Regions from separate parts of the Oryctolagus cuniculus genome. Here region 1 is linked to region 2. A link is a contact called in public Micro-C data. All regions are on one chromosome and are shown on one strand. The core of a region is the stretch at or near the end of the contact, and the rest is flanking DNA. Distances in the headings are between cores, read along the strand shown. Region 1 overlaps MAML3 (mastermind like transcriptional coactivator 3). Region 2 holds the start of MAML3 (mastermind like transcriptional coactivator 3).

Region 1 (2,700 bases), core at 66-2,565, 460 kb before region 2:
GGACAGGCAGGCCACCACCTCCCAGGAGCGGGTGTTTCCCCAAAGAGAGCCTTTGTACTGCTTTTGCCTTCAGGCTTCCCTCTGGAAACCTGGGGAACCACGGGCAGGAGGGCCTATGTGCATTGTTAAAGGGCCGCCCTGCAATGGAACCAGCTCCCACAGGAGCCAGTGAGGACACACTCCTTGCCCTGCGTGCCACGGGAGCCAGTGAGGAAGTGCCCTGTGCCTTGAGTCCCATGGGAGCCAGTGAGGATGCCCCCTGTGCCATGCGTCCCACGGAGCCAGTAAGGACGCGCCCGGGCCCTGTCTCCCACGGGAGCCAGTGAGGACGCGCCCCCTGCCCTGCCGTGGGAGCCAGGCTGCCGCACCAACCGCATCACCCAAGGCAGCTTCTCTGAGCCTCCAAGAGGCCTTCCAGAGGGAGAAGGCTGTCGCTTGTCAGCCTTTGGAGCCCTGGCTCCTGTGTGTGGGGAGGCCACACACTGGGTTGTGCAATTAGAAAGAACCAGGCTGTGCCTTCGTCACGCGAAACGCGATGCCTTGAAGCCGAATGATGCAGTATTTTTAGTTTTAATTACTGGCCCGTTCTCCACTCCCTACCCAGCGACCTCCCTGGCGTGCTCCCAGGTATCTCAACCCAGCCTCTTCCCGTCCAACCCAGGGGGCGACGCGGATCTTCCTTTCTCTGCAGACCCTGTCACGTTTCAGCAAAATAAAGGGAGGCACAAGAAATCAGAGCCAGGGAAAGCTCTTAGCCATTTTCCAAGGGCTAAAGTGAGGTGGGAGATGTAAAATAATAATAATAATAATAATAATAACCTACCACTCTTACCTCCCTAAAAGAGGAGGTTTCCAACTTAAAAAAAAAAAAAAACAAACAAAAAACAAAAAACAAACAAACAAAAAAACCAGCCGCGGTAAAAATATCTCCCAAGAACAGCCAGCTGTTTATTTATAAATCTGTGCGCGGGCAAGCTTTCTTTCTCTCAAGTGTCTTCAAGAACATGCGTCGTGGTTGGGTGAGAGGGATGGGGGGCTGCTGGCGGCGAACCAGAGGCTGCCGGCTCCGGGGAGGGTGGATCACAAAAGACTTGCGGGGCGAGAGTGAGCTGGGGGCGCCGGCCGGCGGGGAGCACGCCCCCGGGGCTGCAGCCTTTTGCAGGCGGCTCAGGGTCGGGGGAGGCTGGCGAGCCGCAGCTGCTGAGCCGCCGCGCCGCCAGCAGATGGCGCTGTGAGCTCGGCCTGGGCCGCGGCGCACCGCCCCTCCCCGCGCAGATGGCTCAATCAGGCGGGCGCGCGGCCGCGGCGCTGGCGGGGCCGGGCAGTCAAGTGTTACTGCGTACAGCAGGTAGCCTGGCAACTGCGAGCATAATACCGAGCAGATGGTGCTCGCGCGGCGTGATGGACACCGCGCACGACAGCCCGAGACAATCCAGGAATTCCCTGGTGACTCGAGGCCCTCTTCACACAAAATGAGTTCTCTCTCCACCCACCGCCGCCCGGCTCGGGGTGCGCTCCCCTCTCCTCCTCCTCCTCCTCCAACCCCCACGCGACCCACACGGACCTGGTGACTCACGGCCGACTTTTCTTTGCCTCCCGAGGCGAGGGCCGGGGTGGGGGAGGTGAGGGGGGCGGTGGTGGCTTTGCGCCAGCCCCGGCACGCACCGCCCGAGCCGGGAGGGCCTGCGAGATGCCTGCGGGAGATGGAGGAGTTTGCGTACAAAGTCCCCCGGGGCGCGATTTTGGAGCCCTGTGAGCTTACAAGTCCTCGGCGGACTCGGAGGAAGCAGTCGGGAGCAGGCGTCCCTAACAAAGAAGGCGGCGCTGCGACGCCGGGCGCGGGCCCCGAGGCCGTGGGAGCCCAGATCGGAATCCTGCGCTTTCGCACCCACCCGCGCACCCACACGCACGCACACACCCCGCGGCGGGCCAGGCCATTCACGCACAGGAAACAGCATCCGTCTGCAGCCCAAACGGAATGTTGCCCAGGACCTATAGGCTTTTTCCCCCGCGAACGTGCTAACTGCTCCGTTTCCGGTTTCAGAAGGCAGACCAGTACCAAGGGTGACCGCTTGCCGGGCACGAGTCCACCCGCGGGACGAGGCGGACGCCCGCCAGCGCTGAGGCTGCGTGGCGGCTGGCTGGGCCCTTCGGCCGAGCCCCGGGCCTCCTCCTCCTTGGCAGTGAATGGGGTGGTGCAGTGGGGTGGTTCAGGAAGGAAGCTCACAGCCTGTATGGACAATTTGGGAACGCCGCTGGGCTGAAGTCCGGCAGCTGTAGCATCACCTGGGCGCTTGTTGGAAATGCAAGTTCCCAGGCCTACCGAATCCCCACTGCTGGGGGAGTTTTAGCAGGCCCTCCGGGTGAAAACCCTCAGAGCAAAGCATCCTGCTGGGCCCTGTGCCCTCCTGGTGCGCAGCTGCTTGGATTTCTCTTGTAAATTCTGCATTTGGAACAAAATCCGCATAGACGTTGGAGGATTGCTCCGGCCGGTGACGTCGGAGCGGAGCCCACGGCCAGGATGCTCGTAGGAAGGCCAAGACTCCAGTTCCTCTCTGCAGTGGAGGCTGGGGGAGGCATGCGCAGGCAGGGGCCGCCGAGTCCAGTGTAACCGCCTTGCTAAGGGAGCATCAGACATCGCTAGGCTTTCCCTGGCGTGGTATTAGGGGAGTACCACGGAAAACCATGATTCCGATTAAA
Region 2 (2,700 bases), core at 118-2,617:
CTCACCATGATCAGCGTGTGGTTCCTCTGCTCCGCCGAGGCAGCCTCCGCATCTTGCTGGGGTTTGCTCGGGTGCTGCTGCTTGCCGGGGCCGGCGCCCGATTTCTTGGCCCTCTGCTCCAGGGTCCGCTGGTAGAGGCTCACGGTGTCCCGGCGCTCCAGCTCCAGCTGCTCCACCTGAGCCTGCTGGTACCTGTTCTCGCAGTTGACGTGGTGCCGCCGGCAGCCCTCGATGCGCTGGCGGAGCCGCTCGACCACGGTGCTGTGCTTGGGGACGGCCGCCGAGCCGCCGCCGCCGCCGCCGCCGCCGCCGCAGCCTCCGGCCGCGGGGTGATTGCTACTCGGAGCAGCGGGAGTACTATTGGGAGTATTATTCACACCGATCCCGGCCCCGCCGAGGCTGCTGTTGATGCAAATACTACTGCCATTCGCGGCAGCAGCGGGGGCTGCGAAATCCCCCATCCTGCTCCCCGGGCACACTATTTTGGAAGAACTTTTTTTATCCACCCCCCCGATCAGCCTCCTCCTTGGGTCCAAGGATTAAAATAGTTTAAGTGGAACGCGGGGGAGACGCGAGCACATGGATGCAAACGGCGATCCCGACGGGGCGAAGAAAAAAAAAAAGCAGGGAGGGGAGAGATTTTGGGGGTGGTTTTTTGTTTCCTTTAAAAAAAAACTGTAAAGCTCGGGGTGGGGGGGGGGTGTTATCGGAATACCATCAGACACCTATCAACAAAAAGAATCACAACAAACTGAGCCAGCAGCAAATCGGGTTGCAACTCAAGGCGAGCGCCGCTCCTCTCCTGCCTTCTTTTTATAATCCATTATTTTCTAATAAATTCCAGGAGATTTCCGGTGGTTGGCAAGCGTTTTCTCCCTACGTACCGAAAAACACACCCCATGGACACACACAAGCCTATGCCTCCTGTGCGGACAGGCGCGACACACACTCACTCCACCGCGCATCGGAGAACGGCAAGCTTGCTTATTGCATTTTCCTTCCACAAAAAAGTTTTGGTGTTTATGCCGCCCCGTGTTCTCAAAGTACTTTGGCTGCTCAGTTGCATTTCACAGGAACCTAGATACCGAATCCTCGGGCTGGGGGAAGTAAACACATGGACAGTCCGAGGCGGCTGCAAAAGTAGATCGGTGAAGTCCTTTGCAGAACGCCGCGCGGAGAGCAGCCCCTAACGCTCGGCTGGGCTGCCGCTGCCGCCGCCGCCGCTGCCACCATCACAATGATCAACCGCTCGCCGCCGCCGCCGCCGCCGCCGCCGCCGCCGCCTCCTCCTCCTCTCGCTCCTCCACCTCCTCCTCCTCCTCCATGCCAGCGGAGTGATATCAGGACGCGCGAGCTCAGTAAACACGGCAGCGGCGGCGGCTGCAGGCCGTGAGACAGGCCCGGGGACACGGCGCAAAACCCGGCCCGGACTCGCACCCGGCAGGAGCGGGCGCGGCGCGCACCGGCACCCGGCTCGCCTCGCCTCGCCCTCCCCCGCCGCTCCGGCGCCCCCGGCCTCACGACTCCCTGACCCGGGAAAGGCTGGGCTGCCGGAAAGGAGGAAAAGAACGCCTGTGGACGGGTCTCGGGAACGAATCAACTTTTGACCTGTGCGTGTGGGGTTGTGTGTTTGTGTGTGTGTGTGTGTGCGCGCTCGCGCACAAGGCCGACCGCGGGGGCGCGCCTGGCGGGGTTTCCTTATTCCAAGCGAGGTATCCAGCGAGCCCAAGTTGTTGTTATACATTTATGCATTATGTTGCAGAACTGTGCATGACCAGGCAGAAACATTGACGCTTCACAGCCGTTGTCTGTCATCCCCATCCATGTGGAAACAAAAAGCCAGATCAGTGACTTGGTTTTAAAACTCAGGGATAAGTCCTCGCTCGCGATAACCCGCCTTATGGACACTTGCTCAAACTCTAGGCCAGTCTTCACACACTGAATTCTGCGTGCATGGAAGTAAGCACCCAAGAACTGGGGATATTATTTAATTCGCTGTACATAGTGATTGCTGTTATTAAAGCAATTATTGTTTTACTTACCCTTGGAAAAAATTAAAATAAAGCAAGCAGGGACTTGGAGGTGAGACTAACAGTACATTTTAACAGACTGTTTTGAACACTAGGTGCTAATGACAGCAGTAATTAAGGGTCCTTCGTAAATCAAGTGGAAAGATTGCAGATTTCATGGACTGGAACTATAGGAAAAACACAGCATTTCACAGTTTGTAATGACCAAAACAAAAACAAGCAAAAATAACAGGCTTACTTTACTGCTGGATGTATTTCTTTCTATTTCAATGAATGCACAGCGAGTACAATTAAAATGGAATATCGACAGCGGTGAGCTATTGAGACTTTCCATTTTATTAAGGGAAACCATCTTTCCAGTTACTGATTCTAAGGATCAGATAATCCTCCAATCCTGACTTAAAGCACTGCGTTTATGCAATATTTTATATGTAAAATGGAGACCCTGCTGGAGTTTCTGTGATCATCAGGAAGCCATGAGTCTTGATTGTGAGGTATTAATTATAAAGCCTTTTGTATTATCTCAATAAATCTTATAGAATTAGTTTTTAGGGTAAAAATACACCCCAGTTTGCTAAAATAGCCAGGAATAAAAGAACTTTGGATCTTATGCATTAGTCATGAGATCTGATTTAAACCATCTTCATTTCTTGGCATTGCAGATTAGCAT

Evidence for each region. Hi-C and Micro-C count contacts between places; a contact is called where the count stands out from the background.
Region 1: a contact with region 2 is called in a Micro-C map of ear pinna, with 8 times the contacts expected there. The contact joins the enhancer-like site here to the promoter of MAML3 in region 2. A contact is called at or near these places in 4 of 6 Hi-C or Micro-C datasets (ear pinna, psoas muscle, skin fibroblasts and 1 more).

What each region holds. Positions count from the first base shown.
Region 1 is chr8:25,061,171-25,063,870 of mOryCun1.1, reverse strand. All of the region lies in intron 2 of MAML3 (mastermind like transcriptional coactivator 3), which reads right to left. Among named protein-coding and RNA genes, the nearest start is that of MGST2, 46 kb to the left of the region's middle. Within about 2 kb of position 1,315, at least 5 of the 8 cell types and tissues checked have an H3K27ac peak or open chromatin away from gene starts, as enhancers often do. A contact at or near this core is called in ear pinna, where this site is marked.
Region 2 is chr8:24,602,304-24,605,003 of mOryCun1.1, reverse strand. It overlaps MAML3 (mastermind like transcriptional coactivator 3), which reads right to left and starts at 1,367. Exons shown (of 5, transcript XM_002716951.5): 1 at 6-1,367. The coding sequence starts at 461.